Regions from separate parts of the Gossypium hirsutum genome. Here region 1 is linked to region 2. Evidence: chromatin contacts called from public Hi-C data. All regions are on one chromosome and are shown on one strand. The core of a region is the stretch at or near the end of the contact, and the rest is flanking DNA. Distances in the headings are between cores, read along the strand shown.

Region 1 (4,525 bases), core at 1,827-4,326, 160 kb before region 2:
TATTTGGGTTTAATTGTAAGAACTTAGGAATTGATGAAGTCGCATGTCAGATCACAGCAACGTAAATAAACTAAGAATCCTAAGTTTACAGTTTTACAATTTACAGCAATGAAACCCCCTGCATTCCGCTCATTCAGATTTCTTACCAAAAAGATCAACCAACCCTCTCTCCACCACCACCACATTTCTTGAGATCCCAACCACACCCACCGTTCATTCAGATTTTCCGAGGCTCAGTGCCTTAGCCTTCATTCTCCTAACCCCACAAACCTCTCATCTCTCTCCTTTGGATATCAATGGCGGACTATGAGCCAACACATCATCAAACCATCCCCAAGGAAACGGCTCTTCAAGCCTTAAACACTATAATCCAGCTCCATTTTGAGAAAACCCTGGAAAAGAAAAGAGCTATCGATCTCCAAAAGAAAGAGCTCCACAAGCTTTTCCAGCTCTTCTTCATCTTCTTAGCCCTCGTTTTCATGGCTCAAGCTCAGTCCACACGTCTCCAATGCCGCCATTGTTGGGCACCCATCACTTTGCTTTCCCTTTCCCATCTTATCTTCTACGTTTCAGTGGCCCAGACCTTGAGGTGCATCAATGGGTTCAAGTACCAGAGAAGGTGCCACAAGCTGACTCTTGGCCTGGCTACTGATAAGCTTAGAGAAATGAAGATGAGGATTAACAATGGCGAGTTCGTTGATGGGTTTGGAGAAGAGGGTGAGTTCGAGATTCATTACCAGGAACCTCCTGAAACTTACTTTGCAAAGTTCAAGAGAAACTGGGCATTGCATTTTGGTTTCCTAATCTTGATCTATGCTTTCATGGTTTCTTCTACAGTTGTCTTGCTTTGTTTTTAATTCATTTGGATCATTTTTTCCCCAGTGTTGTTTAAGAAGAGGAATTGATTGCTTTATGTGTATATCTTGGGTTAGATTCTTGAGGCTCAATATTAAATCAAGAAGAAAAACTTGAAAAATGATGTTTATTATTCTTGAATTTATTATTATTATTATTTTTTTTTTTTTGTCTTTTGGATAAAAGGCTTAATTGTTAATGATGAAAGTAGTATCTGCTTTTTATGTTGAATGTAGATTGCGAATTTGTATGTTTGCTAGCAGCATTTCTTGGTGAGGATAGAGATAGTGGTTATTGTATAAAAAGGAAGACTGATTTTAAACGTAGTTGGCTTGACTCCACTACTTTTGAGGTGTTGAACGTTAGAATTTAGAGCACACCATCCATTTAATCTTGAAATTTGTTTTCTAAACCGATCTAATCGAACTGACTTCGAGTTGGTCGGTTCGGTCGATTAACCCAAGTTTTTGTCCCTGTAAACCATTTTCAAGCGGCATACAAACATCTCAGCTATACCTTATCTTGCTGGTCATGTTTGCATGCCAAATTAAAAGGGGGAAGATCAAAGTTGAATGCCGGCTGGCAGGCGCAGGCGCTGGATTGCAACGAAGGTCGAAGGGGGCAGCTTTGCTATTTTTTTTTTCTTTCTATTTCAAGAAGAAGACATTTAGGAATTAGGGGTTCTGTTCTGTTTAGTTTAGACAAACACAACTAGGGCTCTTTTTTTAAAAAGAAAAAAAATTGGGTTTTAAAGTCTTTGGGTAAGATCAATTGGTTTGCTAAATTTAAACTGGGTTAGCCGGTTAGTTTTTTGGGTGTACTTCGGCTTTAATAAATATTATAAATTATAAGCCCGTTTGTCGGTCAATTTCAAAACCGACTCCTTTATTGACCAAACAGACGAAACCGACATGGACCAAATCGAACCGGCCAGATAAAACCGACCAATGGTATACCCCAGGGAAATGTACTTACTGATGATGGTTAGGTTTTTTGGCAAGGCGACAAAGCAATAAAAATGTACTTAATTAGTTTTGAGTTAAATTTTTACTATTTTTGTTTTGAAATTTTAAAAGAAGGGCCTATGCCCTAACCTTGTCCTTTAAGTAGGGCAGTAGGATTCATAATTTCATTCCAATCTACCTCCTAATTTAAACTTAGAATATGAAAATTAAAATGATTTTTACTATTAAAATAAAAACAATAATATAATATCTTTTCTTTATATTTAATTTTTTTAGTAAGAGATTAAAATGAATTAATTTAAGTATTAGGTATCTGATTTTAATTTCAGGGTAAAAAAAGAGAAAAAATTAAGTAATAATTAAAATCATTATAATTGTTAGGGAGGGTGGAGTGGTAGATTTTATAAAGGTCTTCCTAGGTACTCCCTACTCATTCTCCTTTTTACTAGGTAATCTAGCATTCTAGCTAGCTTAAGGAAGACCAAACGATTTCATGGTTGACAAGTGTTTAATTTCATTTAAACTTTATTACATATCAAACAGTAGCGGAACACCAAACAAAATACAAATAAAAACTCAGAACTTTGAGAGTGCCACCTTCTTTAACCAACTGGCGAGGCGGCTAGAGGAGCAGCAGCAGCAGGAGTAGAAGATGCATCACAGTAGCCTCTAAGGATGTTGCCTTCCTCAGATGTGAAACCAAGGGAAGTGAGCATGGTAGGCCAACATTTACGCGTGATAACCTCGATGCCACCACAACATTCAGGGCCCATGTCAGTTTGGCCATTAACAAAGAACAGAATGATCTCATCTGTGCATGATTTCAGCTCATTTAGTGCATTCCAGCACTCGGCAAGCCCTCCATTCTCCTCCAGGCGGCCTGGCTTGCTGGAGATGGGCAGTTGGCGTGCAGCAGTTACAGTAGCCAAGACATAGACGAGGACCAAAACATGAAACAAATATCTGACAGCCATGATCAACTTCTTCTTTTTTCTTTTTCTTTATTTTTTTTTTTTGCTTTTGAATGTAATGGATGAAGAGCCCTGGACTATGAAGAGGTTATTTATAGGAGAAATCGAGGGAGAGGAGTGGACTAAAACCGAAGACGCCTTTTAAGTTATTAATAAGAGGATCTAATTGTCTTAATCATAGGACTCTTTAAGGGGAAGATGATGGGTTTGTACAAGTGAGTAACTTGCATGAATACCAAAAGCTGCAATATGTGATGGCATGAAAGGTTGATCATATGAGCCTAGTAAATAATGTAGAATATAGTGTACATAACAGAATATTTAAAAAAAGTAGTTCTAAACGAGCAATATAAGGATTTTTTTTTTACTGATAAATTTTTTTAGCCAAATGGCGTAATTTTATATTATTTGACAATCTAGTCCAATTTTGATGACAAGACTCGCCACATCAATAAAAGTGGGCTACATCATTTGCATTTTTTTGTCTATAGGAGTTAAAAATAAATTTTGTGTCAGTTCAGGCAATTAAAAGTCTTTTAGGTTCAATGGTGGCCAAGGTTCCCTGATAGAATTGATTATCGCTAGTCTAAAACGTGGAAAGATACTGTTGCGAATGCTTACAAATGTCTTTTGCAAGGATCTTTGGATCCCATGAACCAAATCTAGAAGAGTATATGGAAAGTGAAAGTTCCCCAGAGTCCAGAGAACTCGACACTTTCTCTGGCTTTTAGCAAAAAGGAGAAGCTGCTAACGAACTATAGTAGATGCAGGAGATCTTAGTAGGATTCTGTAGTTTGTGCAGTTTGGAGTTGAGAGTCTTGCATTCATTTAACGCGGGATTCTCCTATAGTTTCTCTAGGTTGGACCAGCATTATTCCTTTGAATGCATTTGGCAGCAAGGGAACATGTTTGTTTTCCAACAGTCTAGTTTGTAGATTGCTAGAAGATGTTTCACTTGGGGAAGAGGGTACAAATAGCTATGGCAAGTGAACTTAGTCATAGTGTAGGGGGAGACGAGAGATTGGTTGGAAGGCTCCACCATCAGGGTGGACTAAGCTGAATTTTGATGGATCAGTAATGGTTAGCTCAAGAGCTGCTGCAGCTGGAGGGTCATTGCGCGATGGAAGTGGTGAGTTTCTAGTTGGTTTCTACTGCAAAGTTGGGCATTTGCTCAGTATTGGAAGCTGAAATTTGGGCAGTGTATCATCGTCTTCGTGTGGTATGGCAGAGAGGATACAGGACTAAATCTATAACTTTAGGAATAGAATAGGACTAATAGCAAAATTTTATAAAATGAATTTAATTGTTACCATTTAGTAAAGATTAAAATTTTAAAAAGTAAAAAGATTAAAATCGATCCATTCTAAATGTATAGGGATTAATAACCAAAATAAAAGAAAAAATACAGAGTCTAAACCTACAACTTATGCATAGTATAAGTTCTTATAAAAATATTTAATTTTTTTTAATAATTAATTTTTGTTTGACTTATGACTAAGTATCATATTTACTCATAATTTTATTCAAATTAAATTTTTATGCCTTTAGTTTCACAAAATTTTGAATATTTAGTATATGAAAATTGATTATCATTTTCATTATTCAGAATTTATAAGTATTTTTTTATTATCATGCAAATATATTTGTGTGTATATATAGTTGAATATGATTGTTGAGATAATATATATTTCATTTGTATTTTGTCATAACATATTTCTTAACATGAAATGGGTT
Region 2 (4,348 bases), core at 1,530-4,029:
ATCTATATTAATTCAAAATTGAACAGACTTATTTTAATTTTAAATCAAATTAATTATATATGAAAAATATTTTTATATAAATTTAATTATAAAATATTAATATTAAACAATTTGTAAATAATGATACAAATTCTAAATCGATTCAAATGATTTTAATTAAACTAATCTATAAGATAGCAAGTTTGGATTCAATGTTTCATTAATAATACGTCTAGGACTAAAAATAAGAGGAATATTTTCACAGCACTATCTATATTATTAATAAAACTTTTGATTCAGTTAATTTTACCCTCAATTCTTTCATAATTAAAATAGGTAATATTATTTTAGGTATTTTAGTCTTTTCACTTAAAAATAACCAATAAAAATATACACATAATGAGATTCAAGCCCACACCAATTATATTAGCAAAAAATTAATTTACCACTAAACTAAAGCTTTATTTTAACAATTTTTTTTATATATATTTTAATTTTATTATGCATAATTTATTACCTTTATCAGTTGTCTATCTATATTTATTATTAAGCTCCTAACTAAGTTGGTGTTACCTTTAACTGGGTCACCAACTCGATTAATAAAATATGAAAATATCCATTCGTAATTAAAAAATTATATTATTTAAGGATATTTTAATATTTTAATTTTAACAAAGACTAATTAAAATATGTATATAATAGGATTTGAAACCGTGTCAATGGGATTACTAAAACCTTAAATTTATCACTCATTCAAAACTTTTAAAATATTTTATACAATTTTGCTTTCATATATACACAATTTATTATCTTCATCAATTTAACAATTAATTTTAAACCATACGTTCAATTGTTTATTGTATGTTACTTTTAAACAATCATCTATGTTTTAAGTATGTGGTTTTCACCCGCGTACACGTTTGATAGAATTTCTGGTATAAATAATGTCACTGATTGCATTGGTGTCACAAGTCAACTCGATATTTAATTTAAAAAAAATAGAATTTTAATATTGAATTTCACTAACTTTATAACTTTTTGACGTGCTATAAAAAAATGACAATACGTGATAAATAATTGGAGTGCATTTAATATTTTTAATATTATGTATTTACCTATTTCAAATTTTTTTTACTTACAAGTAAAACTAATTTTTATTTTAATTTTGTATATATTACATATGTGATGTCATTATTTATTAAATATTATTTTCAAACATACTTTTATATTCTAAATAGGTGATTTATAATCGCATAAGCGTATGATCAAATTTCTAATACATATAATTCTTATAATTTATATATAATATATGTACACAAAACTTGGTTCTAATCTAAAATAAACCACGGTACAAAAATTCGCAGAAAATCAAAATTAAGCCCCCAAAAGGAAGAACAAGTACAGTATCATTAAACCTCATCTCCCTCCCTATCTTCAAATGATCATAGTTTGAATGGATTTAGAGTTGCTTCATTATTTTTTTTAAAAAAATTATATTAATATTTTATAGTTAAATTTATATTGAAATCTTTTTAATATACAATCAATTTTATTTAAAATAAAATAATATTGTTTAAATTTGATTTAATATTGACTGAACAAAATAGCTTAAAGTTTAGTGAGACATTATTATCATTTATATGCGTGAGCAAAACTCGATTCGATTCGAAAAAAATCGAAAAATAATTTAAATTTTGAGTTAATCCATTTGAGTTATTCGAGCCAACCCGAATAAGTAATTCAAGTTCGAGTTAAGTTGAATTTTATAATTCAAATAATTCGAATAATAGATTTGTGTAAATACCCTTTTGGTCCCTATCAATTTTGAAAATAAGCAATTTGATCTCTCTTACAACAAAAATTACCCAAAAAATTTAAAATAATTGTTACAAGTCAACATATTTATGAAAATTCTAAAATTTATATTTTAAAAAATATAAAAATTTAAAAAATTGTAAAGAATATACAAATAAAGTTAAAATTTTAAATTTTTCTAAAACTATAATTTTGGGATCTAAATAAGTTAATTAATAATTCAAGTTTATCATATTAAATCATTTTTCAAATATATATTGTTTCAAATTTATGTGCTTTAACATGAAATTAGTTATACTGTAACAAAATTTTAATTTAGCATGTTTAATTTTTCAATTTAACTCAAACAATTTCACTCGATTCAATTCGACTCGACTCAAATTTCATTTCACTCGACTCAATTCGAAAAAAATTCAAATCGAGTTAGGATGATAAAATATGATTCGTCAACTTAATTAACTCAAAATATTTTCACTCAATTTAATCGAATACTCACCACTAACCATTCAATAAAAAAGTAATACATTTTTATTGAAATTTTTAGAAAATGTTATATTTTTCATATATTTTTTAAAACATTTAATTTTTATATACTTTTAAAGAGTAAAGATCAAATTGATAAAAAAAAACTATAAATGTTGAAGGTTAAAAAAATTATTTTATCTTTTTAATAAAATCCACATCTGAAAAAAATAATTTAAATAAAAAAAGGGACTAAATCACTCAAAATTAAATTATAGGGACTAAAATTTAAAAGAGGATAATCACCTTCTGCATATTTAAACCAAAAGATATACCACTACATATCTAAGAAATCAACCCAATAAAAATATCTGGGCCAACATATGGTACATTAAGATTGGATTACAGTTGAAACTTGGGCTGAGCTTTTCGCGGGAACCTAAGTGCTAACTAAAGTTAGATAACTTAGGGTGAGTTTGGATGGGCGGTGCGTTTAGCTGCGGTTAGTGTAAAAATAGCGGTAGCGGTGAGATTAGATATTGTAACGATACTGTAGCGTGAGACAAAAAGTAAGTTAAACGCACCGCAACGCAGTCAATCGCCCATCCAAACGAAGCCTTAATCTTTGTTACCAAACGCGACGTTCTCTTCACTGATCCCGCGCTTATTCGAAGCCGAAAGCAAAACACTCCCAAAGGATAAATCTTTTGATTTTCAGAATCCAATTAGCAGCGCACAGTAGCTTCAATGTCGGATCCAATCATCCTATCCGATGGAGACGACCCAAAGACCCCCCGCCCTTCCATCTCCAAGAAGCCCAGAACCGTACCGGACAGTCATTTACCTCCGGTTTTGATTCTCGACGATGACCCTACCCCGCAAAAACCGTCACTGGCCCCCCCTTCACCTGCGGCTCCACTCCTTCCTTTGTGGCCGAGACTCCGATGTCAGAGCCTTCGGTCGTCAGGTGCTCCAATGCTGACCCTTCAATTGAGGCTTCGGATCCTCAAATTGGAGATGCCAAGCTCTCTGGTTTATTCCTTTCTCTTTTACATACTCACATTCTTTAGTTGAATTTTGGCTTCATTTTAGGGTTGCAGTTTGGAATTTATTCGTTTTCATTTTAATTTGAAATAGAGATGGTTCAATTTTGGTAATTTTGTCTTATGTTGATGCAAAAGCAAATGGTAACGATGAAAGCTGTGTATGATGAAAATGGGTAAAATAGCTCAAATATAACTGCATTTGAACATATATTTGCTTGCTTTATATAAAAGTAAACTAGTATATTTTGTTGTTAAGAAATGTTAAATATTTAGCTTTTAATCATGCAAAAATGTTACATGCTTTTGTATCCAGAGCCATTCTTTTACTTCATTTTTTCTTGTAGAAGCAAAAAGCAAGCAGCGAAGATAAAACGAAATAAAATTAAAGCTTTTACTAAATCATGACAAGTGTAATTTTTTGACATATTTATTGCAGTTAAAACTTAGGAGGTTCATTCTATTAGCAGTTTTTGGATAAAATAACATGTGATGCTTTTATGTTTCTTTTTGATTTTTTTTAATTGCTTTTCTATCTGGAGTCATTTCGGAGTGATTCATCTTTCATTCAATTTTTTTTCAAAGTTTTTTGTTGGTTGAAAAGAAACTCTGATGGGTTACCATCCTTCTGCATAATTTTTACTTTTATTTTTCTACCTTTGTTTCCTTACCTAACAGGAATAAGCAGATTGATATGTTTGGAATCCGATAATGATTCTGAAACTGGTTCTAAAAGGGACAATGATCAGGAGAATGGATCAAAGTGCTCCTACATTGATGAGTCCGAAGAGTTAGAATGGCGTTCTAGAGTTTTTGATTATGAATCTCATCTAGGTTTGTTGATGCTGTCTGTTGAATTGTTCTATATGTGGTTGTCTGGTTCTTGAAACCTTGCTACAATTTTGAAAATTGCCAAAGGAAGCATATCCAGTAGTTTGGAATCTGTTTTCTTGTATATTAATGGAAGATAATGAATCATGTTTCAGGGAGTTCTAATCTAATCCAAATCTGTGAGGACAGTTCTTCTCAGCCATTGTATGAAGAGGATG

What was found. Hi-C and Micro-C count contacts between places; a contact is called where the count stands out from the background.
Region 1: a Hi-C map of leaf shows a contact between it and region 2, with 2.0 times the contacts expected there. The contact joins the promoter of LOC121208230 here to the promoter of LOC107914475 in region 2. A contact is called at or near these places in 2 of 34 Hi-C or Micro-C datasets (callus and leaf).

Annotation. Positions count from the first base shown.
Region 1 is chrA10:14,018,119-14,022,643 of Gossypium_hirsutum_v2.1, reverse strand. It overlaps LOC121208230 (egg cell-secreted protein 1.4), which reads right to left and starts at 3,076. Exons shown (of 1, transcript XM_041078775.1): 1 at 2,190-3,076. The coding sequence starts at 2,794. The coding sequence ends at 2,423. It overlaps LOC107914604, which reads left to right. Exons shown (of 1, transcript XM_016843550.2): 1 at 1-1,014. The coding sequence starts at 297. The coding sequence ends at 857.
Region 2 is chrA10:13,860,232-13,864,579 of Gossypium_hirsutum_v2.1, reverse strand. LOC107914475 (crossover junction endonuclease EME1B-like) reads left to right here and starts at 2,779. Exons shown (of 13, transcript XM_016843400.2): 1 at 2,779-3,168; 2 at 3,171-3,288; 3 at 3,978-4,133; 4 at 4,286-4,348. The coding sequence starts at 3,004.